4 separate regions of the Mus musculus genome follow, and regions 2, 3 and 4 are each linked to region 1. A link is a contact called in public capture Hi-C and promoter capture Hi-C data. All regions are on one chromosome and are shown on one strand. The core of a region is the stretch at or near the end of the contact, and the rest is flanking DNA. Distances in the headings are between cores, read along the strand shown.

The links. Promoter capture Hi-C pulls out the DNA fragments that hold promoters and counts their contacts. Capture Hi-C pulls out chosen DNA fragments and counts their contacts.
Region 2: a promoter capture Hi-C map of second pharyngeal arch cranial neural crest shows a contact between it and region 1. A contact is called at or near these places in 3 of 39 promoter capture datasets (cranial neural crest, embryonic stem cells and second pharyngeal arch cranial neural crest) and 1 of 484 Hi-C or Micro-C datasets (embryonic stem cells).
Region 3: a contact with region 1 is called in a capture Hi-C map of embryonic tail, with 28 times the contacts expected there. A contact is called at or near these places in 3 of 39 promoter capture datasets (cranial neural crest, maxillary cranial neural crest and second pharyngeal arch cranial neural crest), 6 of 484 Hi-C or Micro-C datasets (cerebellum, embryonic stem cells and epiblasts) and 1 of 9 other capture datasets (embryonic tail).
Region 4: a promoter capture Hi-C map of second pharyngeal arch cranial neural crest shows a contact between it and region 1. A contact is called at or near these places in 4 of 39 promoter capture datasets (cranial neural crest, frontonasal cranial neural crest, maxillary cranial neural crest and 1 more) and 1 of 484 Hi-C or Micro-C datasets (embryonic stem cells).

The regions. Positions count from the first base shown.
Region 1 is chr19:43,609,999-43,615,682 of GRCm38.p6, reverse strand. Nkx2-3 (NK2 homeobox 3) reads right to left here and starts at 3,358. Exons shown (of 2, transcript NM_008699.2): 1 at 2,834-3,358; 2 at 1-1,377. The coding sequence starts at 3,182. The coding sequence ends at 638. It overlaps Gm20467 (a long non-coding RNA gene), which reads left to right and starts at 3,627. Exons shown (of 4, transcript XR_001782682.2): 1 at 3,627-3,881; 2 at 4,493-4,581; 3 at 4,773-5,281.
Region 2 is chr19:24,897,538-24,903,221 of GRCm38.p6, reverse strand. Foxd4 (forkhead box D4) reads left to right here and starts at 2,206. Exons shown (of 1, transcript NM_008022.3): 1 at 2,206-4,279. The coding sequence starts at 2,388. The coding sequence ends at 3,722.
Region 3 is chr19:25,608,396-25,614,079 of GRCm38.p6, reverse strand. It overlaps Dmrt3 (doublesex and mab-3 related transcription factor 3), which reads right to left and starts at 3,543. Exons shown (of 2, transcript NM_177360.3): 1 at 2,813-3,543. The coding sequence starts at 3,281.
Region 4 is chr19:25,668,922-25,674,605 of GRCm38.p6, reverse strand. It overlaps Dmrt2 (doublesex and mab-3 related transcription factor 2), which reads right to left and starts at 2,195. Exons shown (of 4, transcript NM_145831.3): 1 at 1,848-2,195; 2 at 630-1,190. The coding sequence starts at 1,154. It overlaps 2610016A17Rik (RIKEN cDNA 2610016A17 gene), which reads left to right and starts at 2,367. Exons shown (of 2, transcript NR_045347.1): 1 at 2,367-2,528; 2 at 3,161-3,472.

The DNA of each region.
Region 1 (5,684 bases), core at 2,109-4,608:
GTGGTCTCCAAGAACAGTCCCCTGACAATCTAGGGATCCGGGCGGAGTCTGTCTTGGAAGGGACACAGTTGGAAAAGGAAAAATCCACTTCGTTGTGGCGCTCCGGGCAAGCAAAAGGGGCTGCGGATCGGTGGAATTTCTCAAGCTAGTACCCCATTTTCCTCTCCTTCACGTTCTCTCTCCAACTACCTTTCTTTTTCTTTAAATTGTTCTTTTTCTTTCTTTCTTTCTTTCTCCCCCCTCCCCCCTTGTTCGGTCCGGTTCCCGGACCACACTCGGAGAAGGCCAAGGGAAAGCAGGAAGAGAAAAGCCCTCCTCCTCCTCCGGAGAGCAAGCGACAGCCGGAGTCCCAGCCTCCCGCACTCTCCGCAGAGTCAGGATGGGAGGCCACCTCTTCCCTGGCGCCTGGCCGGTGTTTCTGTCTCAGTCTTGAGGACTGGACCAGGGCATCCTTTCTCCGCTGAGTTCCATGCCCCAGGCCTGGAGTGAGCTGCGACCATGGCCCCTTGGAAGGAGCGATACGTCTGTATTTTTATTTTAACGAGGGGACCTGGCCCTTGGGTCTGTCCTTTCTCGTGTCTCATTCCCGCGGTGCCCAGCGTGCAGTAGGACGCCCGCCGCGTGTCCCGCCCAGGCCTTACCAAGCCCTGATGCCCTGCAAAGTCCCCTGCGTGCACGCGGACCCGGCTGCAGCACCTTGATGCAAGGGTTGCGCGCCGCCGCCGCTGCCGAAGCCTCCCAGGTTGCTCACGTTCACAAAGGATCCACCGCCGGTGGCGCTGCAGGCGGGTTGCATGGCGGTGGTCGCCGCGGAGGCCGTGCCGCCACCACCACCGCCGCCACCGGTCGGATAGGCGCAGCCGTAGCTGCCGCTGTAAGCCGCCGCTGCTGCTGCGGCTGCGGCGGCTGCAGCGGCTGCGGCGGCCGAGTTCCCGTAGCCGTAGGCGGGGAAGCTGTTGTAGGAGTAGGCGCCGGCGCCCACGCCGTAGGGCGAGCCGTAGGTTTGTGCGCTGGGCGTGACGCACGGCTTGCCGTCCCGCACGAGCACCGGCACTGCCACGCGGCGGGGTGGCGGCGGCGGCGCGTGCGTCCCCAGCTCCAGGGACTTATCCTGCCGCTGTCTCTTGCACTTGTACCTGCGATTCTGGAACCAGATTTTCACCTGCGTGGACGTGAGCTTCAGGCTGCTGGCGAGATGCTCGCGCTCGGGCGCCGACAGGTACCGCTGCTGCTTGAACCTGCGCTCCAGCTCAAAGACCTGAGCTTGCGAGAAGAGCACCCGGGGCTTCCGGCGGCTCCGCGGCTTCGGCCTCTCGCCGTCCTCGCTCGTCTTACAGTCTCCCGCCGCTTCCAGAGACTTCTTCAACTGACAGCTTTCTAAGGGAGAAGCAAGACATTAGCCTTTCTAGTTCTCAGGATACCACCCCTGCGCCCCAGAGGCACAAAACACTCCCGTAGTAAATGCTAGTTTTGGGGAAAGTTCATAGTTTCTGGAGCCCAATTCCGCCCCCCCCATCCCCCCCGCGTCAGGCGGAGCACCTCCACCGGGAGAAGGCGTATTCGGTGAGAGTAATTAGCTCGCATTTATTAAATTTGAGCATCAGCGAGAAAATAGATTAAATGTGCCGGTCCAGGGGCTAATAACAATTTTCAGGCGACCGCGGAACAGGACCCCGTATCTGCAAACTCGTTTGCCTTCCACTCCCCTGAAGGTGTGGAACGAGTTGGTATTGGGGACTGGAGGCCTGGATGCATGGGTTGATTGCAAAAATTGTTTCTCTTTGGAAATATCTAAGTGAAAGGCGTATGTGCAGCTCAAGAATTGATTTTTTTTTTAATTTTCAAAACTACTGAGAACGCGTCTGTGACAGTATCTGTATGTTACCTTACAGAGGAAAAACAGTTGGATGGACCGATTTAGACAGTTTCATGTCTGTGTTAGGCCTGGAGAATTGTTAGAGAAAAGATTTTGGTCTCAGCCAGATCAAATCTCCACTCGGAGAAGAGATTATTTGATCCTGTTTCCCTTTCAGACATTTCCTTATGGGCTTATTCAATTATCTGATTCTCCTGCCTGCCCCACCTCTGATCTGCTGAATGGCCAGAATCCCACTCAGAACTAATTCAGGAACTTTAACCATTCCACTCCGCCTGCAGTATAAGAAACAAAGCGAGCATTACGATATTTTTTTTCAGAGGCCTTCACCTCCTGGGTGTGACTTGCTGCCGTCATCTGATATGGATCGAGCTCCCACACATTGGCCACCACCTCTCCTCCTTGCAGTTCGAACGTAAGAACTGCAAGCTCCGAAGTAAGCTGGTGTCTCTCAAAGTCTTGCCCGAAAGGATGGCCCAAACACAACATTCTTGCACTGCCTTTTCGGGACAGCCGGGGTGACTGCCCTGGCCTCGCTGAATTCACCTCACGTTAGAAGAAAGACAGAAAAATGGCAGAAAACTGACCCCCCCCTTTTTTTTTGAGAAGATGGGTGTGCGAGAGAACACACACACAACGGACAAGTTACGACCCAGGCTCTGGGCCCCCGTCACTCATTACTCAAGGAACCAGGATTGCAATAATCACTTTTCCTTCCCTCGGGGACTGCTCCGGGTCCCTGCTCCGGGCAAGAGCTGTTCTCTCTTTCTCTTTTATCCCCGCCCCAGCACCATCTCAGGTACCTGTGCTTTGCAGAGCTGTCCTTGAACCTGGCATAGGCATGACCCTAGCCGAATGTGAAAGGGGCGGGTGGCCATGCAGGCACGGTTTGTGGGTTTATAGGCGCTGAGCCATTGCCCCAGGTGTGCGGACGCGTTTCCTTCCCCCTCTACTCACTTTGGCTCCGTTCGCTCACAACCTCCTCTTCTTGTTCCTTGGGCCCGCTGCAAGCGTCTCGGAGAACTGTATGGACATAGCTCTGAGGACAGAGACCCGAATCTCCATGGCCCTCGGCAGCAGCTAGTGAGTTCAAATAGGACAGTTTCTCTCCCTCTTCTTCCTCGTCCTCCTCCCCTGCATCGGAAAACTGCGTCCCTTCAGCCGTGGCCAGCATGCAGGGTGCCGAGTGGAAGTGCTGCTCCAATTCCGCCTGCAAGTGAGCTCCGTGGAAGTGCCGCTGCTGCTCCAGATTCAAAATGTCTTTGACTGAGAAAGGGGTGGAGGTGACCGGGCTTGGTAACATCATCAGGGCCACTTAATTGTCCAGTCCAAATACTCAATAAATCCCGGCGGGGGCGGGGAGGGAGTGCGGTGGCTCCAGCTCTTCTTCTGGACTCCGCGGTGGTGCGGAGTCGAGCTTTTGACAGACGCGGTCCAGTCTAAATCCCCTCCATTGGCCGGGACCTGGGGGTCTGGGTTTTGTTACAGCCACTGCAAGGACTGGGGCCGGGGCTGTGAAGCCTCTGTCCGGGGGCCCTGCGTCACGTCAAGGGGCGGGGTCGGCATCCTGGCCTCCTTCCCAATTGGTTCTTGTGTATGTGGGCCACGCCCTCTGCGTCCACCCAGTGGGATGTTGCTGCGCTACCAGAAATAGACAGGGACTAGAATAGGGTCCTGAGATCCAAGTCGCGGTGGGAAAAGCTGCAAAAAACCGGGTGTCCGAATCACCGATTCCCGCTCCACCTGGCTGCACCTTCCCGACCAGGGGCAGTTCTGAGAGGCCAGACTGCGGATTTCTAAGGAGAGGAGTGTTGTATCTGTGGAAATATGAGCGACGTGTCAAATTCCACCTCACCTTTGCTCTAGCTGTCCTCGCCACCTGGAGTGCCTTTCCCACCCTCATTTCCACAGTGGAAAGCTGTTCTCCGAGGAAAAGCTTAAATACCTCCAAGGAAACTCCGCCAGATCACCTCACCTAGAGGTCCTCTTCCTCGGAACTTGCTCAGTAATGTCACTTGTCACTCTCCCATCTAGTGCCAAAGCTGTACTTAGTGTCCGCTCGATTGTCACTTTAGATTGTGAGTCCCTGAGGGCAGGGTCCAGACCGTACTTGCCCTTGCAGCCCTCGAAGTGGCTTCAGAGAGCAGGTCTGTAGAAGACAAGACGACCGAGTTCTGTTAGTGTGCAGAGGCTCTATGCTTCGAAGCCTGGCCTGAGTCAGTATTTGGTTTTGGACGTTCTCAGTTTCCTGGTCAATATAAAGGAGCCGAATTGCCTCTTCTAGGGTTATTGTTGGAGTTTTTTTGTTTTTGTTTTTTAAAGGATAACCAGGCCGGAAGCATAGCACAGTTGTCTACTTAAAGCAAAGAGCTCAATACTTGTAACTACCCTTGTTCTTTGTGGGAGGTCAGAGCAGTGTTTGTTGCCTGCATTGATTCTGACCGGGCTGGTGTTCCACTGCACACACTGGGTGGCTCTGGTCTCAGAAGGGAGGGGACCCCCGCTGTGGCTGCAGCTCAGGCAGCCTTCTGAAGGGAATCGGGAGCCCGAGCCTAGGCCTCAACTTTCTGAAACGCCTTATTTCTCTCTTTCTGAAACCGTGGTTGTGTTCTGCAGGGAGACTAAATGCAGCCTCAGATTCAGAAAACTGCCTGATGGAGACCACCTTCTGGTATCCACCCGCCTACATACCTAGCCCCTGAGTGGTAAGGGGCACTATTGTGAGATTAAGAGCAAAAGGTGTGGGCAGCAGGCCTTGGAAAACCAAACTAGTTCCGCTTTCAACGTAGGGTTCCTCAGTAGGCCGCCCTTGCTTTTATTTATTCTCTCTCTCTCTCTCTCTCTCTCTCTCTCTCTCTCTCTCTCTCCCTCCCTCCCCCCCCCCCCGCCCCCGTAGAACCTCACAGTTTGGGAGAGACCGGCCTCAACTAGAAGGGTTCGCCGGATGGCGGCGCGGTGACCGAGGACGACGCCCTAGGAAACTTGTAGACAGGGCATGAATGCGGATTACGTGGAGAGCGGCCTTGCGGAACCCCGAGGCGGCAGCGAGAGGAGTTGATGCCCTTGGTCCTGGAAAGAAAGAACTGCGGGTTGGGAGGAGAGAGAGGCGGGGCTCTTGGGGGGGGAGCGGAAATACAGCGGGGAGGCAGCTCGTGGGGCCACCCGGGAGGCTGGTACGAGGCTCCCTCCACGTGCTCTGGGGGAGATGGGGAAAGATCATCTGTGGTTAGGCCCCGGCTCCTTGAAACCATTCCTTGGTCGCAGGAGCCTTTTTGCTCTAAGACTTGAAACTAGACGCTGCGGGCAGAGGCCGTGGTCTCTACAAAGGGCCCGCCAGCCCACCAAGGGAAGGAAGAGTGTGCCTGGTTTTGCTGTGGATCCGAAGCTCAAACATCCAGAGGTGGGGTGAGTGCGCCGCGCTGCAGGGTGGGGGACTTTGAGTGGACGCGTGCTGCGCGTCCCAGCTGCCAGACAGAGGACCAGAAGGAAACCATGCTCCAGTCTCAGTTCCCCACCCTGCAGCCAACTGCAAGGCAAAACCCATCGCAGAGAAATGCTTGTGTTCCTTTCTGCTCTCCACTTTTCTTAGCTTTCAAGTGATTTCAAGATCTGGACCAAAGAAAAGATAAAAAGCCGTTGCTTCTGTCGGGAGCGCATATTTTTCTTGCTTGGTTTCTTGCTTGCTAAGGGCGGTCGGCCTCACTTAAACCTTGCCCCAGAACCCTGGCTGGGTGAACCCCCCTACCCTCACCTCTGTCCAATGCCTGAAGCTCAGTGATAACACCCACACACCTGCTGCGGCCGAAGG
Region 2 (5,684 bases), core at 957-3,456, about 19 Mb after region 1:
ATTTATTACTGTTAGTGAGCCAACCTTGCCACAGGCTCAGATTATTTGGAATCCACATATCATATTCTTTTTCTGTTGAAGAATCGCATCCAGGATAGACCATTGCACTCAATAGTCCCCTTAGGCTGCTGTAGATTATGACAGTGCCTTAGCTGTCCTATGGTTTGTGCCTTTGGCAGGCACATAGGTGCTCTTCAGTTAGGCTTTGGATTGCCATTGACATTACATCAAGCAACTACACATCATTGTGCTGCAGCGGAGTTGGGGTTGGCCTTCATCTCCTGGCTGAGGTTTGATCAGATTTCTCCACAGGAAAGGCTACCCTGTCCCTTTTTCTATTGGACTTTTTGGGAGAAAATCTCATGTTAAGTAGTTGGGAATTAGACTCCATCTTGAGTAACTACGTGAGTTATTTGAAATTCTACAAGAGATTTCCTTTATTGATTTAACCAGTTATTCTTAGCAACGTGAACACACAAATACATTTTAGACATTGAGTTATAACCAGCTAAGTTGACTGTTCGGTTTGCCCCAGCGTTGGCCACAGGGAGATCTTTAGTTGGCTCCTGAGTCACCTTTGAGATTAGCCCCAGAATGTGGGGGGTTTGTTTTGTTTTTGAGCACATTCTTACACCCTTTCATTTGTAAATAACCCAAATCCCCCTAGCAGTTGACTTTAGGAAAACCAACAATACTCTCTCTCACACAGATAATCAGAAAAGGGGAACCGAGTCTCTCCAGCAGGGGGTGAGGGCAGCATCTGGGGCCAGCAGATTGAATGAGACACCTGCCGGCCCTCCTGCAGTTTAAAATCACACAAATAGTCATTGGTCAATTTTGGATTTAAACACAAATCTGTGAGGCTCAGATCTGTTGTTTGTCCTACCTCAAGCTGCACACAATAGAGAGCCTTGGAGGGTAAAACCCTCCACAGAGCAATGCAGCTTAACTCAAAGGCTGGCAAGGGAGCTGCTCTCCAAAAGATGCTAACTTCTTTAAACTACTTTAATCCCAAAGGCGATGAGCTATTTTTGGTAGTCAGTTTCTGATTTCTCAATAAAGGTCACAATCACAAACATAAACGTTGAAGGTGGCACAACTTTCATCCTTTCCTAGTGCATCTTTTTAGATTTCACCTTCCCAATTCCCCCAATATGTACTTTGTATTTTGCTATGCAATCCCTATTTATGTAACAGACATACTCTACCATATTGTTACTTTAGCTGCTGGGCTAACTCACATGAAACCAATCTAAAAGCTTAGGTACTCCAAAGCCTTCAAGCAAGTCCTGGGGTCCCTGTCCTGCTCTGCAGTGTGGATGCCTTACCATGGACCTCTGGACTATCTAGTGTCAGGGACACTGCAACCCCGCCCTTCCTCGATTTATTGTTATTACCACAGTAAAGCACTTGTGTTTCTGGATGGATGTTCGGGTTGGGGGGAGGGGTAGGGGACAAAGCCAAGCAGGTAGATGCACTCATATAGTGAGGGCATTCCTTTCTTTATAAAATTACTTTGGGGGAAACAGTATTTGTGTAGTGAAATCAATGTAGTTGGTAAAGACAACGAAGGAAAAGAAGATGAAGATACCAGTTGCCTCTGTGGTGCTAGTGTGTTGCTTTCTGAAGCCTCTTCTAGGCATCCCTGTCTGAACGTGAAAAAATAATTTGCACCTTTGCTCCGCTGGCTAAATAGTAAAAGAAGCTGGAGGAAAAGAGACTAAGAAAATACTTTTTTTTTTTTTCCTTTTAAAGTCCACACTGAACTTCCACAGTTTATGCTAGGATGCTTTAGTTTTTAGGGAAATCGAGTCACGGGATTATTTGGTGAAGTTTACGAGGAGGGAAGGAGCCATTTCTCTGGAATGGGGGCATATAGCTTTAAGTCAGTGTGCCATTCTGTTTGAGATACATCTCATTACTCGCCAAAGTCAGTACTGGGAAGGTCTAAATGTCGACGTGGTCCCACATCGTCGTTGTGTATCATGTTTTCCCTCTTGATTTTTATTTGTGCAGCTTTAGAGAAACATCAACAGAGCCCGCACAATGTCAGAGCACTTTGGCTGATTAAACCATCCTCCGTAGTGGATGGTTGTGAAGAGGAGGGACCAAGGACCCCCCATCATTGGACCGCGTCAGGAGGACGTGGCTCCAGCCCGAGGAACGGCAAAGAAGGATATATAGCTGCGCACTTCTCAGAGAAACTTAAAACACCAAGTGCTCCTTGCCAAAGGGTGTTAGAAAGAAAAAGCAGAAAAGAACAAGGAAGCCTAACCTAGGAGCGCTCCAGTTTCCCAGCAGACTCATCCTTGCTAACTCACCCATCCCAAACCAGGTGAGCTGCCCCCACGTCCGTCCCCTCCTCTCCCTCTTCCCTCCTATCCTCCATGAACTCAGCAAGAGCTGGGCACCTTCGTTCCACTCCACCGCCCAGTCCTCTAAGTTCCGACCAGGATGAGGTGGAGATCGACGTGCTGGCAGAGGAGGAAGATGGAGATCAGACGGAAGAAGAGGATGACGAGGAGGAGAGCCATAAGTGCCTGGAGCGATCCCTGCAGAGGCCCGGAGCCCGCACTCTTGCAGGGAGGAGCGCGGGGGACTGCGGCGATCTGAGTAACTCCTCCGGGTTCCTCCGCAAGTTCCGAGCACCACGGACCCCGGCGACCACCACAGCCGACGGCCCGCAGCCCGCCAAACCCCCGTACTCCTACATCGCGCTCATCACCATGGCCATCCTGCAGAGCCCGCACAAGCGCCTGACGCTCAGCGGTATCTGCGCCTTCATCAGCGGCCGCTTCCCCTATTACCGCCGTAAGTTCCCCGCCTGGCAGAACAGCATCCGCCACAACCTGTCGCTCAACGACTGCTTCGTCAAGATCCCTCGCGAGCCGGGCCACCCGGGCAAGGGCAACTATTGGAGCCTGGACCCCGCCTCCCAGGACATGTTCGACAACGGCAGCTTCCTCCGGCGCAGGAAGCGCTTCAAGCGCCACCACCCGCCCTCGGGAGGCCACCCGCACTGCCCTTTCCCTCCACCCGCTGTGCCCGCCACCCTGCACGTCTCCCAGCCCAGCCTCCTGCTCCGCTACTCTGCCCCACCACAGCCTAACCTCGCAGCTCATCCCGCTGCCCCGCCTCGGAGTCACCCGTGCGCCCCGCTGCATCCGCATCCCATGCGCTACCTGCTGCTCGCGGCCCCGGCCTATGGCGACAACCCTAGAAAAGCGGAAGGCGCGGACCCCGCCACCCCCTTAGCCATTCCCGCGCTGCAGCCCGTACTGGGTTCCCAGCCTTGGGAGAGAGACCAGAGCTCTGGAACTCGGTCCGGACGCGGGTGCGCTTCGTTCACCATCGAGAGCATCATGCAGGGGGTTACAGGAGGAGGAACTGGGTCTGCGCAGAGTCCGTCCTTTGCTCCGTGGAGCTACTGCCACCTGCTGCAACATCCACCGTGCCTGCTGCACCCCCAGGCCGCTTCCCCTTTGTTTCACATGTCCGCAGGTTCCCGGACAATATTGCCTCAGCAGCCGCAACCGCCGCTGCCGCTGCAGCAAGAACAGCATCACTGTGCCATTAGCTGCGCTCCCGGTAAAGGCGTGCGGTTAGGCCAGCACCTGTCCGCCGTTGCGGCGCTGCTGAGGCAACAGCCTGCAGCTGACGACGGTAGGCTGACAACCCTGGCCGCTCTTTCGGGCCGAGAGGGGACCTTGCCCGAATTTTAAGCAGCACCCAGGCCCAGCCTCCAGGCTGGGTCGCCTTGGCACACCTGGAGCCAAGTGGCAAAATGGAACCACTTTCTAGGTTTGCACCACCCGCCTGCTAGGCTTGTGCGTAGAAAGCCAGCAGCGGAGTGCGCACTAAGTCCTTCCAAATTGTTACAAATGTGTTCTGCTCGCTTGACAACACAAAAGTGGGAAAATCCTGGATCTACAAGTCTTGCTTGGTCTTGTCCGCTTCGGTTGTGGCTTCCACGGTTTTCCCGACTTACATACTTCCCGAGGACCTATGACTATGAAAGTGAGTGAGGTGTTTTGCTGTTAATAAAAACAAAACAGTCTGCAATACAAAACATCACCATCCACATTGCTTAGGAACTGCCAGTGTTCCCAGTGGCGACTGCGACTGCGAATGCGTACATGCTCCGAAACCCGTAGGTAATACAAATAGGGTAATTTCATAACATTTATCTCTTGTATATACGACGTGTCCTACTCCAACGGGGAGTGTTAAAACTAAGCCTAGTTATAGAGATTGAATAAAATACGAAACTACAATGCTACATCGCTTGTTTCCTATGTCTCGTTATTTGCTTTCATAAATGAAATTTTAAAAAAATTTCTATTCTTATCTCACAATTCGTTTTTATGATTTATATCCATTAGAGAAATCGGGGACGACACGTTTTAAATATGGGCTTTAAAAGTTCCAACTATTTGAGGGCCAAAGTTTATCTTATAAACTAGTTTTAATTCTAACGAATTAAATTTAGGTTTTTCAAAGGAGAGTTTCGCTGTGCAGCCTTTGGTGGCCTGGAACTAGCGATCTTCCTATTTCAGTTTCCAGAATTCTTAGCGTGCCCAATAACGCTGAGCTTGTGCGCTATTTTTCTCAAGTTGTTTTTCTGAGGTAAACTGGAGGATGACTGGAGATCAATTTGAACTAGTGTATCTATTCTTGGAAAATAAACGACTGTTGCGTTTACTTAAAAAAATGCTAGTATTTTCAAGGCCTTTTCTTTATAAATAATTTCTGAGAGATCCTTGTAAGAGTGATTCAGCTCCAGGATACAAGGAAAACAAGGGAACGCCCATCACCTACGACTCCCAGAAGGCGGGATTTTAGATGTTGGGTCATTATAATCCACGGCTTTGAGGAAAGCCGAGCGCCGAGTAGAAGAAACCCACTGTGTTCCCCACCCTTAGCAAAGAAGTCTACATTTCCTTGTTTACACCCCATAGCCCAGAACTCCTACTGCTCGCCTTGCCTGCTACCTCAACCCCTTCCAATCTGAGAGCTTTGTGGGAACTTCTGGAAAGTTCCTAAACTCAGACATTAGTAGCTTTGAGCTTTCGGACAGGCAGCTTTCCTCCGTTTGGCCCCTGGGCTCTTGGTCCCCAAAGTACCACTCCTTTGGTGGCCAGCAGCAATCTGAGAGTTTAGAGGCAAATCAGAGAGAGAGGGAGAGAGGGAGAGAGAGGGGGAGAGAGAGAGAGAGGGAGAGAGAGGGAGAGAGAGAGAGAGAGATCCCCTTTCCCGTGTATCCGCATCTCCCCTTTGCGCTTTGTGCAAAGATGTTTCCAGCCTGGCCACCTCCAGGTATTCAGTTAACTTTGCATCCGATCCCCCACCCCCTCGCGCGCTGCCTCCCCCCTGAAGCCGATCCCTGGGCAGGACCGAGGTGGGCTCCAGCGCTCGGAACTCCCTTTCCTCCCACGCCCAAACCTGTCCCAGCAGGAGGACGACCCCGTCAGAGCCTGGCCAAGGTCCGTTCCTCAGTTGAAATGCTTTAGTATCAAAACCATAGCAAGACCAGACTTTCCAAGATCTCATGGCGAGGTGAGATGAAAGTCGTCCCAAGTGTCCATTAGGCTAGGGAGCCCCGAAGACTAGGACAGCTTGGACCCCCTCCCGGTGTGACCTGCACCAAGCCCGGGAACCGTGCTGTGGTCGCGGCTCCTGAGAAC
Region 3 (5,684 bases), core at 2,294-4,793, about 18 Mb after region 1:
TGTTCATGTCTCTTCCCTGAACTACATGGGCTTTCTCCCATGATGCCTAGCCAACATCCTTCTTAAGGCCTGTGCTTCCCTCAAATATTCGGAGAAGAAACAGATTCCCTCCGCCTGCTGGTGCTCCACCGGCACCGGTCTTCAAGAACACAGCGATGTGTGGGAGGCCCCTCTGCCTGCAAACAAGCCAAGCCGACTTGCAAAACCCAATGTGACAAACAAGCCAAGCCGACTTGCAAACCCTAATGTAACAAAGGAGCAGACCTAAATGGTCTGCTAGCAGTTTCTAGACTCAGAGACTGCTGCTGAGCACTGGTCATGGCCCTTCCACCCCAATGGGGTCACACTTCCTCTCTGGGAGGAATGGACTAACTTCTACAGGAAGCAATACTAACTTCTATAAGCGTCTAAAGATGATGAAGCCCCACATACAAACACATCACAAAAAACCGCACAGCAAGGCAGCAACAGGCAGTCTCAACCAGGAGTTTTTAACTTGGCTGCCCCCCTCCCAACGGAGTTGCTTTTCAAAACACATGCTGCAGAGAGGAATCTTATTTGTGTTCCTGGCTGAAAAACTGTAAATCAGCTTGTTTTTAGAACTCTCTCTCAAGCCAAGTGTTTTTGGGTTTTTTGTTTGTTTTTTTCCTTAAAGGAACGCAATTGATAAACGAAAACAAAAGTTGGTTGGCGAATGTGCAAGGTATGTGGTGTGACCAGCTGGAAACTGAACCCCTGGTCCCACACAGCTCAGTCTCCAGCAGGCTGTCTCCTCCTCCTCCTCTTCTTCTTCCTCCTCCCCTCCTTCCTCCTCCTTCCCCTCCTCCTCCTCTTCTTGTTTTTTCCCCCTCTCTCTCAATTACTTGTTCTCAATTTGGAAGGCTCAGGCTACTTCTGAGTAGCTCGTGAACATAGAAGGAGAGAAATCCTGCACCGTGCCTGGTTAGCACCCTTGAAATTCTTTGCCCCTTTTAATTCTCCTAAGGCTTGGGCCCTCCTGCCTCAACTTGGCCTCCTCAATGCCCTCATCCACCCCCTTTTCTCCTTGCTTTGGGTTTTGTTGGCTCTTTATACATTTTGGCTATGGAGAAGGACAACCCGTTGAGAACCACGCGATGCTAAAGGAGTCCCCTCTTGGACAGAGACCACAGAACTCAAGGTTAGTGCTCTTTAAGAGCTGCTGATAGGCAGCTGGGCACTGTAAAATAGCAAGTTGAATTTTTAACTCGACCTCTTCTTCTCTAGTCCAGGGGACTCCCAGAGCCAGGAAAACCAGGAACGGAAAATTAAAAGTGGGTAGCATGGAATTCTGGGACTAAGACCAAACACCCCTTCTTGTTCTCAGGACAAGCCCTCCTCCCACAATAGGCTCTAGTTTCTCTACTGTCAAATCCACAAATATAAGATGAGGGTCGTGGGGCGGTGCTTCTGAGACATGCTTATATGTTCCTTGTTAAATAGCCACAAAACCCAGCCAGCAAACTGCTTTCTGAACTTCAGGCCTACCGGGCACAATTGAGCCAGAAGGTAGGACAAACTGGCCAAGCTACCTACCACCTCACCACACACCAACAGTGAGTAGCCCCCCCAGACCCCCAGTTCAGCACAGTGCTCTGGGGTTCTCTGAAGAAGAGCAAGAGCTGTCATTGAGCAGCTGAGAAAGTAGAGACAGAGGCTCTAGCTACCAGAAAAACTACGGACCTTTCACTCCTAATTCCAGTACACCCCATTCCGAAGGAGATGGGCCTGTCTCCTTTGTACGTTTACCCAGTGAAGGGGAAACACCAAACTCCATTGAATTCCGGTTGCCAGGAGGCTGCGAGCGGCCAGGAGTAAAGCTAGAGGTTCCTCGGAGGAAAGAGAGGAAGAGGCTTAAAATAGGGGCAGCCGGACTCAGGGACTCAGGAAAGAGCCAGAAAGAGAGAACTAAGTAGAAACCGGGGTCTGCCCACTGTCAGGGCTCAGAACCCTGTTAACCCATCCCCAAAATCAGAGCATATCTGAACAGCGGGAAGCTAGATGGCCAGAAAGCCCCTCATTATTTCAGGCCAGGCCAACCCCGCAAAATCCTGGAAAGGCACTTGCTAGGTTTTCTCCACTGTAGGCCAAGTTTTGGTTTTAATTTCTTCACACCACAGCAGCCCGGGAAATGGCAATAAAGGACCAAAGAAGTAGTTCAGCAAAAGAGAGTTAAGTAGCTTCACTTTGGAGCCTTTTCCTTAGAGTTCTTAAAAGGCGCCTTTTTTTTTTTTTTTTTTTTCAAATTCTAAGTCTTGAGGCCTCTTAGCCTGGCTAAAAAAAACAAAACGACTCCTAGTTCCTTTAAGTAAGAGACAAAACGCCTGTTCCGGACCAAGCCAAGAATCACCTAGAAACAGCAAAGCACTGGGCCCTGACTGCTAGCCAGCACCTACTTACCCCCTCGCTCCAAGTGAGAGCCCCCACCCGTCTAAAACCCGCAGCCCGGATAACCCTCCTCATTGTGGTGTGTTTAAAGTCGGTCTTCCCCAAGACATCATTTTATTTTTAAAATTGACCTGCTATGTTCCCTTTCAACCCGGGGAAAGCCTCTGACGATAGGGACACAGCCAGGCGATCTGGTTGGCCCCTCTGGCGGGCTCCTGGGTTCCATCGGCTTCAGACTCTCGAGACCCCCTTTCCGGGAGAGTAAGAACCGGTGCCTGGTGGGGGTGGGGCAGGTCCAACCAGGTCCACTTCCCACAAACTTGTCTTCGGCCTTCCCCCACGATCCCGAAGAGCCCTCGAAGCTCCCTCATTCGGAGCGCGACCCCAGCGCCGCAGACGCTCTCACCTGGTTTAGCAAGCTGCGCTGGCAGCGTCCCGGGCTGGGGCTCCGCGACCCAGCGCAGCGCGGCGGCCGCGGCCAACTCCGCGGTGGGACGAGGCGGCGCGGGCGGCTGGGACGCTTGGGAGGCTGGCGACGACTGCGAGGCGGTAGCGGCGGTGGCCGCAGCGTCCCCCGGCGGCGGGGGCCCTGGCAGAGCCCGCAGCGAGTCCGGGATGAGGCTCTCCAGGCTCTCGTTGGCCTGCTGCCTGCGCAGCGCCACCTGCGCCGCCATCACCCGCTGCCGCTCGATGATCAGGATGCACTTCTCGCAGGTGCAGTCCTTGAAGCGACAGTAGCGCTTGTGGCCCTTGAGCCAGGACAGCACCCCGTGGTTCCGGCAGCGCGCGCACTTGGGCGTGCGCTGCAAGGGCGCCCGCGGCGGCTGCGACACCGGGCCGCCCATGTACAGGTAGGGGGAGCCGTAGCCGTTCATGCCCAGGGCTCCCCCCGGCCGGCGGCGGGAGCTGGAGCACAGAGCTCGGAGGCCCGCTCTCGGGAGGCCCCGGAAGGTCCGCGGCGGCCGGAGCTACGGCAGCAGTCTCCCCGGCTCCGATGGCGCTCGCAGCCCGCCGGTACCCACGCGTGCCGCCTCTCTGCCCGCCGCTCTCGGGGCGCAGGCTCCACCCGCAGGTCCTCCCACGCTGAGGCTCTCCAGCAGCTGCAAGGAGCCGGGGAGAGCTCTGATTACGGTCTGAGCCACTTCCTTCCCTGGTCCCTTCCTCGCAGACTGGACCCAGCACCTCCTCCGCCACCCTCCCCCCCCAGTCCCTCCTCCCTCCCGCCGCCACCCCCCCCCCAATCGGGGTCCCAGCCTCCTTGCGCTCCCCACGCGCTTTCCTCCTCCCTGGCAGGCACCCCTCGGGTTCCTGCACCTCACCTTCCCCGCCACCTGCAGCCTGGCCTCTCAGGCGGGGGCGCTCACAGCCCCCTCTGCCAAGCGCTCTGTTACCCCTTCCTGAGCCGGGAGGGACTGCGCCGCTGCGGTACCGCGGGAGCGCTGGGCGGACCGGGTGTGGGGCGGGGGACGATGGGGAGGGGGGTGGGTGTTTGTAAGCCAGCCGGCAGGCCTCTCCCCTACCCTCTCACGTCGCTCCAGCACTGGCCTCGAAGCACTGAGCCCTAGACCGCTTTCCTTCCCACCCTTGGCCTCAGCCATTCGGAGCTTGCGAGGGAATTGAGGGTACTCCGCAGGTCGGCCCCGGGAGAACCGGGTTTCAAGAACCGGAAAGTCTCCACCTGGCAAGAGGAATCAAAAGAGGGGTAGTAGTGATTCGGGAATTCTTCGCTTGGTTTTGCAATCTAGTTTCTTTTTCATTGCTACAGAAGAAAAATGAGTATTTTTTTTTTTAATCTGTCAGGCTTCAGGAAGACAACTCGTTTTATAGGGTAACTTCAATTTTCTACTTAACCTCCTCTTGTCTTTAAAATAAACAATCTCTGCCTTGAATGACCTCTCTGCCTTGGACTGCCAAGTGCTCTCTTGGATGTTTTTCTTAAGCACTGTTTAAACTTTCCGAGGGTGTAGGGAGAAGACACATTAGTGGCCCCAAAGTTACCTGGTATTTTGTTCACGCAAAGGCCACTGAATCAGCCAAGGTCCGGAATTGCCCAGTTCAAATCCCCACAGACGCTGTGTTTTACTTAAGAATAAGGAATAGACCCTACTCGTAACAATCTTTGCGTGACGATGAAGAGTCTCCTGTATAACCTTAGACTGCATAAGCCTTTTTTTTTTACAGCATAAATTTCGTTTATACTCTTTGCTTGTTTTCAGTATTGGTTTGTCCAATGTCGAGTATTACTACGTACGTGTAGAGAAGGCTGCCTTTTTTCACTCAACCAAGAAAACAACCGAACAAAAATCAAGGCATAAAGTAGGCTCAGGACCGCTTTAACAACTCAGTGGGAAGGAGCCAACGGAAGTCCCGGACGGTCTTTTAGCGGCCCCTGGGAACGTGCGCTCCGCTTCTTACTGTGTGGGTGAAAGTTAACGTAAACGGGTCTGCTGCGGTACCTGACTCCTGAACTGCACAGAGACCATAGTCTCTTTCTGGAGGTCGCTTTCCAGTGCCCAGCCCTACCGCCAGCCAAGGAAGAGAGCATCGCTGGCAATCTTGAGTTTGCTGTGAATTCTAGGACTGTGTCGTCCGAGGTTCAAGCAGCAAGCTCTCTGCCCAGAAGAGTGATTTGGAACCGGGAGAGAGCTTTGAACGCGGAATATAAATGTAGCTTTGTACCTTTTTTCCCCCTCGATGCCCTTAGCTACTCGGGTTTCAGGTGCGTGGAGGAGTTGATAGTTGTTCCGGGCTGACCTGCTGGGACTGGAAAGGAACCCCTTGCACACGAATGCTATCTCCAAGATAATTTCCCCAAAACTGCACGGAACCAGTACCCCTGGCTTTTGCCCTTTTCCCCCCACCCTTCTAACCTGGCCTCTTTCCACCCTTGGTCAGAAAAACAAGTTTCTAACTCTACAACTAGTAGGACTTTTGTAAATTGTGGAGACGGGGCACAAGGGTCACGCGTTGATCTTTGGGCCCCGAAACAGGGGGGAAAGGTACAGAAATCACTTTTTATGCTCTGCGAATGGCACGAATCTGGGAACTTGTACTGTTTCAATCTGAAATCTGTGCGTCTAAGAAAGACGAGGACCACGGACTTTTATCGAAGCTGAATTTCTCTTTAAATGGTCAGGGAAACAGATCAGGAAAATAAGAGTAACTAGTTTCTCTGGGGAAAGAGAGCAGCAGAGTTCTGCACCAGGTTTTTAGGGGACATTTTCATTCTCAAAGCAATCCCCTTTCCTTCCTGGGTCACCTAGCCACCCTATCCCAGT
Region 4 (5,684 bases), core at 946-3,445, about 18 Mb after region 1:
GCACCGCACCGCACCGCACCGCACCGCACCGCACCGCACCGCACCGCACCGCACCGCACCGCACCGCACCGCACCGCACCGCACCGCACCGTGGGGACTGCTAAGACCTCTAAGCATTCTCTGGCAGGTCACATAGTCAATAGCCTTGGACTGAGGGGCCCTTAACTCCGCTGTCATATTGGTCTCATCCGGAAAATGGGCATCAAGTTCTGCCTAAGTATCAAGGTGGGGCGACACACAGTGACAGCACCGCGTGCTGCTTCATCCTGACTGGACATCAACCGCTCTGTCAACCACCTTCCTCCCTCCCCAACCACCTGCAAAACTAAACCCGAAAATATTTATTTTTATTGACTTTTCCGCGATGTCCCAAATGGACCTAATTCCTTTGCCTCTCAATGCTTTTTGAATAGGAGACTTTTTCAGCACTTTCTGCATCGAAGGCCACGGCTTTCCCTCCGGAACCCCGCAGGCTAGCGAGACAGTGTCTGAACCTCTCCTGCCAGGCGATCTGAGATCGAGGGTCACTGGGTTGTGTGAGTGGAAGCCCAGCTCCTTGCTGTAAGGGACTCCCTCATCCTGCCTGGGCGCGCACCCTGGAGACCTATCCCCAGCCTGTCGGCACCCACCTCTGTGGCCTGCTGCCTCCGGAGCGCCACCTGGGCGGCCATGACACGCTGGCGCTCCACCACCAGCAGGCAGTTGGCGCACTGGCAGTCCCGCCAGCGACAGAATCGCTTGTGGCCCTTGAGACAGGATACCACGCCGTGGTTGCGGCAGCGTGCGCACTTGGGTGTGCGGCTCAGTTTGCGCGGCTCTGCGCCGCCACCGGCGGTGGCACCGCGCTCAGGGGCGGCGGCGGCGGCTGGCAGCGCCTGAGCAGCAGGCGGTGGCCTGGGTGCCAGTCCCCCGGGCTGCTCTGGCCGGCCTGGCACCTCCGAGGACACGCCGGGCTCCTCGCCGTCACCCTCGTCCTCCACATCTTCATCCTCCTCTTCTTCGTCCTCGTCCTCCTCCCCATCGGCCGCCGCCGGACTGGGTTCCTGCGGCGGCGTGGCCCGCAGTGGAGTCCCACAGCTATCTTCCTCCAGGTCTAGGCTTTCCACGTCGATCTCCCAGTCCCCGACTCCCGGGACTGCCTGCCCTTCCGTCATGACACTAGACTGTCGTTCGGCTCGGTTGCCCGCGCGCTAGGGAGACAGAAAAAGGCCTAAAGACCCGTCGCAATTAGGGACCCTCTCTGAGACTCGGCCCAGAATTTCTGCAAGGCCAGCTTTCCCCCTTGAATTACTCAGTTTTCTTCTACAGGCCACACCCGAGATCCACAGTTCAACGAAGCTTGTATTTTACTAATTCTAAGTGGTCTGTGCACCTGACCTTTAACCTGAGTCCTGTCTGCCTTTCCAGACAAGTCACCCACTGACCTTACTAACTGGCCAGTTTAAGCCACTTGTCAGGCTTTTCCACAGCCAGTTAACATGGCCATGATAAATATAAAAATGTCGAAGGTACAACTATCTTTCCTTTTATTACAAGGGACCTTGAAACCTCGTTTTCCAAATGTCTCTCATTGACCTACACCACCACAAAGACTCTAGAGAGGTCTTCTCGTCCCTCCGGTTCCCCTAAACCGATGCTCTATATAGGACACACACAGGGAGTGGGGGACACAGCCATGAAGCTGAAGAAGCTGGTCTGGTATCAGTAGTGCTTGAGCCGCACAAGGTTGAGGGAACTTGATTTTCATCTTTAAGGCAAGACAACCAGAAACAGAAAGAAGCCGTAGTGAAGAGTCACGCCCCGTGCCCTCCCTGGCTCCCGAGCAGCGGCGACAACACAGCACTCACCAAGAACCAGGCTCAGGCTAGCAACCCAGTTAAAAGAGAGCCAGCTTCAGGATCTGTCCCCCGGAGCTGCAGGCAGTGGGAGCAAACAGAATTGGGTCTGAGAGCAGGAGGCGGGAGCCCACTGGATGGCGACCGGGGGACAGAGGCCGGAGGCGAGTCAAGGCCTCAGCAACCTCACCCCGTACATTCCAAATTCTGCAAAGTTCTGTTCGGTCCTCTGCACCCTGGATCGCCTCACTTCACTTCCCACTTCTGGTCCAAAGAGGACGGAAAAGGTCCGGCCCGGACCCAGGACTCCGCCTCAGGCGCACCCTGCTTGCTTTCGGCGCAGAGACACTCACTGCAGTCGGGGACCTGAGCTCCCCTTCCTAGTATTATCCACCACCCACCCCCACCCCGAGCTCTGCGTCCTCTGATTGGTTGGTTTTCAGGCGGTGTGCACGCCGATTGGCCGGAGCACTAGGGCTGAGCGCCCTCCTCCTCAGCCCAGTGGAAGCTTCCCTTTAGCGCTACTGCGCCGCCGGAGTCCACCCGCCAGCCTTCGCTGCAGCCGGGTCCCTGATCCAGAAGCTAAACCTAAAAATGTGGGCAGTGGTTGCGGCGGAGCAGTCGCCTTTTATCTCGCCGACTAGAGAACAAGCTGATTCTCGTACTCTTATACATCGCGTTGTTCTCGAGAAGGTAACTAAGGGGTAGAGATCAGAAAGGTTAGCGTTGATTTCTATCGATGATATCATAATCTCCGGTGTTTAACCATCGACCGGCAGTTGGGCCGAGAGAAGAGGCCACTCTAAAGTGGGCACTCTGGCATCCTTCTCTCCGCACGAACAAGTCCATGTTTATCTTGCTGGTCAGCGCCCAGATGTCTTACAAATATCTGTAGTTTGTGGATAACTCCGAGGTGCAAAGCAGTTCCTTACTTCCATAGAGCTTGCGAGGCAGGTGGCAGCAACGACTACAGCCCATCTACGGTTTCCTGTTATCAGTGGATAGCACAGTCCATTCTGGGAGCAAATAGAAATAAACCACGCCATTAGCAATTTTAGATACAAAAAAATATTCAATCTAAGCAAGCATTTATACAAAAACTTTTAAAACGTAGCAGCCTTTTAGCATGTGTGAATGAGTGATTATCAAGAAAACTAACTTTCTTCTCTCTCTCTCTCTCTCTTTCTCTCTCTCTCAAAATACCCTTCACAAAAATGTTTGAAACAAAGTCAAATTTCCCACGAATAATAGAGAAGTCCTTTAAGCAACGCGACAGTCTATTACCTTAAGCTAAATTTAAAAATCCCATCGATGCTTCTTTAAAGGGTTCTCCTTAAGATCCAGCCCTCCGCAGGAAGAGCGGGTTAGAAAACACATCAGAAAACAGGTTGTCGATTTCCTGGGCACGCGCTACAGTGGCGATGGATATCTGTTGATGGGAGAAAATTTCGGAGCTGATTCTTTTCCTCTAATCCGAACCTGTCAGAAAATTCCAAGTCAACCAAGCTCGCCTAAGTGAGAACAAAGACCAGCTGCCTGCCTGCCTGCCTCCCTGCCGGAAGCGCAGGTATTCTCAGGCCCTTGTGAGGTTGAACGCTTCCTAATATCCAGTTAATGTATAAAGATGACTTTCTATATGTTCCTGTAGATTTTTTTCTTTCAGTGTCTCTGGGGGCCTTGAGGGGCGACTTGTTAGCTTCAAGGCTCCCCACTGAGGCAGCGGGGGAACTAATCCTTGGTACCGGTTCCTCAGCACCCCCTAGTTTCCTCATTTGTGGTCTTCCTTATCTAACTTAACTCGCCTAATTTTTTTTCTAACCTGGGTGGGTGCGTTTAAGTTCTTGACTACAGTAGAAACGTGTTTTCTAACCTTCGTTTTCTCCAGTGATGAAAGTGAGGAGTCCTGAAATTCCCATTGTCCTTCGGGAAAGCTGGGGACCTGGTCAAGAACCTTGGACCAGGATAGCCCTCTGCCCTGAAGGGACAGAGTGAGGAGTCCTCGGCTCTCAGCCGGAAATGGTCGCAGCTGGTTTGCCACGGCCTCTTGGTTATTTGTTGTTCTTGTTGTGGTTGCTTTGTTTTTGTTTTCGTAGCTCCCTAGCTGTCTTGCAACCCTTCAGATGTTAGCACTTGGAGTTAGGGTTAGAGCCTCCATGACAGGATTAGGCACTGGTCTTTTGTGTGTTGTTTTGTTTTTGTCAAATCATGCTGAGTTTTCTTCCACGAGAGCAACACCGAGACACACACACACACACACACACACACACACACACACACAGGAGACAGTCTTCTACCTTTGCAAACAGGCAGTCTGTGCGCATCTGCCCTCCGATTGAAAATGAACTATAACTCCACCACTCTACCCTGCCAGATCATGTGGATAACGGGCTAGGTTTTTATTCATGGCTTGTATAGCCCCTAAGAAGATAGAAGATAATTAGCCCTTCGCAAGTAATTTTAAATATTAACAAAGTTGAGAAAATGGGTTCGCTTGCTACCAGATGGCAGAGAGTAGAGCCGGGAGGGGAGCTTGTGAGTAGCTGTTTCCTGAACTGAAAGTAAACAGGACTAGGGAGCCCAGGAGCCTTTGTACTGGGCCAAACTTTAAACATCACTTGAGGAGGAGACAAATAACATTCCTGTGTATGAACCAGTCAGATGAGGCCAAAACAGGGAAATGGGGTTTGGGGATAGGGAGCCCTAAGACAGGGGACTAGCCCTTGGGAGTGTTATAGGGCAAAGACCAGGCTCTCTATGGTGGGCAGACTAGAAAAGGGGTGCTGAAGAGCCAGCCTACAGGCTTAGCTAGACCTCTAGCAGGTGGATACTCCCCTCTGGGAAGGACATCTTCTCCAGCACCCCAAGGACAGGTGAGGTGGGGGGAACAAAGGGCAATAACTTCATTGCTATCTAGGGATCCCCTTCCCCTCCACTTCATCTCTTTCCTCTGTGTGACCTCCCTCCTTATACCACCATCTGTGAGCTTCAGGACACGCAGCTGTAACCAAGAGCCTGTTGAATTACATCCTCTGGTCTTGAGGCCCTCCAGGGAACCACTTTCCCACCAGCGGCTGGAAAGTGAGATGGCTCTAGCGAGGAAGGTGGGGATTTACCCTAGGACAAACTTCAGGAAGTCCAGGACACTCCCATACTCTTAAGTGAAATTGTGAGTGCTTCTTCGGGGGGGCGGGGGGGGGAGGGAATAAATGGCCATGCCTTTTATTGAACCGCCAACGGATTCCAGAGTTACACAAACTCTTCAGTAAACTAAATGTTCAGGAGAAATAGGGGTGAGGACGCCTGGGCTCCAGCTGCTTATCCTAAGGATTATGCGACTTCTGTCCTTCCCCCCCCCCCCCCGCCCCCCAGCATCTTGGGAAGAGTAACTTCTCCTGGCCTGGCATAGGAAAACTTCAACTAGCAAGGATAGAACAAGTCACACTGTGAGATCTCCAAAGCAGATGTCCAAATCTCCTCTCTTCCAAGGGGGATAGCACTTGCATCCAGCAAGAGCCTGGCTTCTCTTCAGCCACTCTTTAAAAAGACCTTTAAACACACACACACAAATCCCTAAAAGGAGCCTGAAAACCTATACCAAGCCACAAACACAGGTCTTTCCAGTGCTTTCTGAGCTGTCACAAGGCTCAGTTGCAAGCTGTGAAGAGTTGGATTTCTTCCCCTACTGACCCACAAGGGTGAAGATGGAGCATGCCCTGGCTTGCTTCTGGCTCCCTTCACCTAACACACACACACACACACACACACACACACACACACACACACACACCTCTACACTCTTCCTGCCCCAGCTTTATTTGAGCCCACCAGCTGATGAGCTTGTCCTCAGAC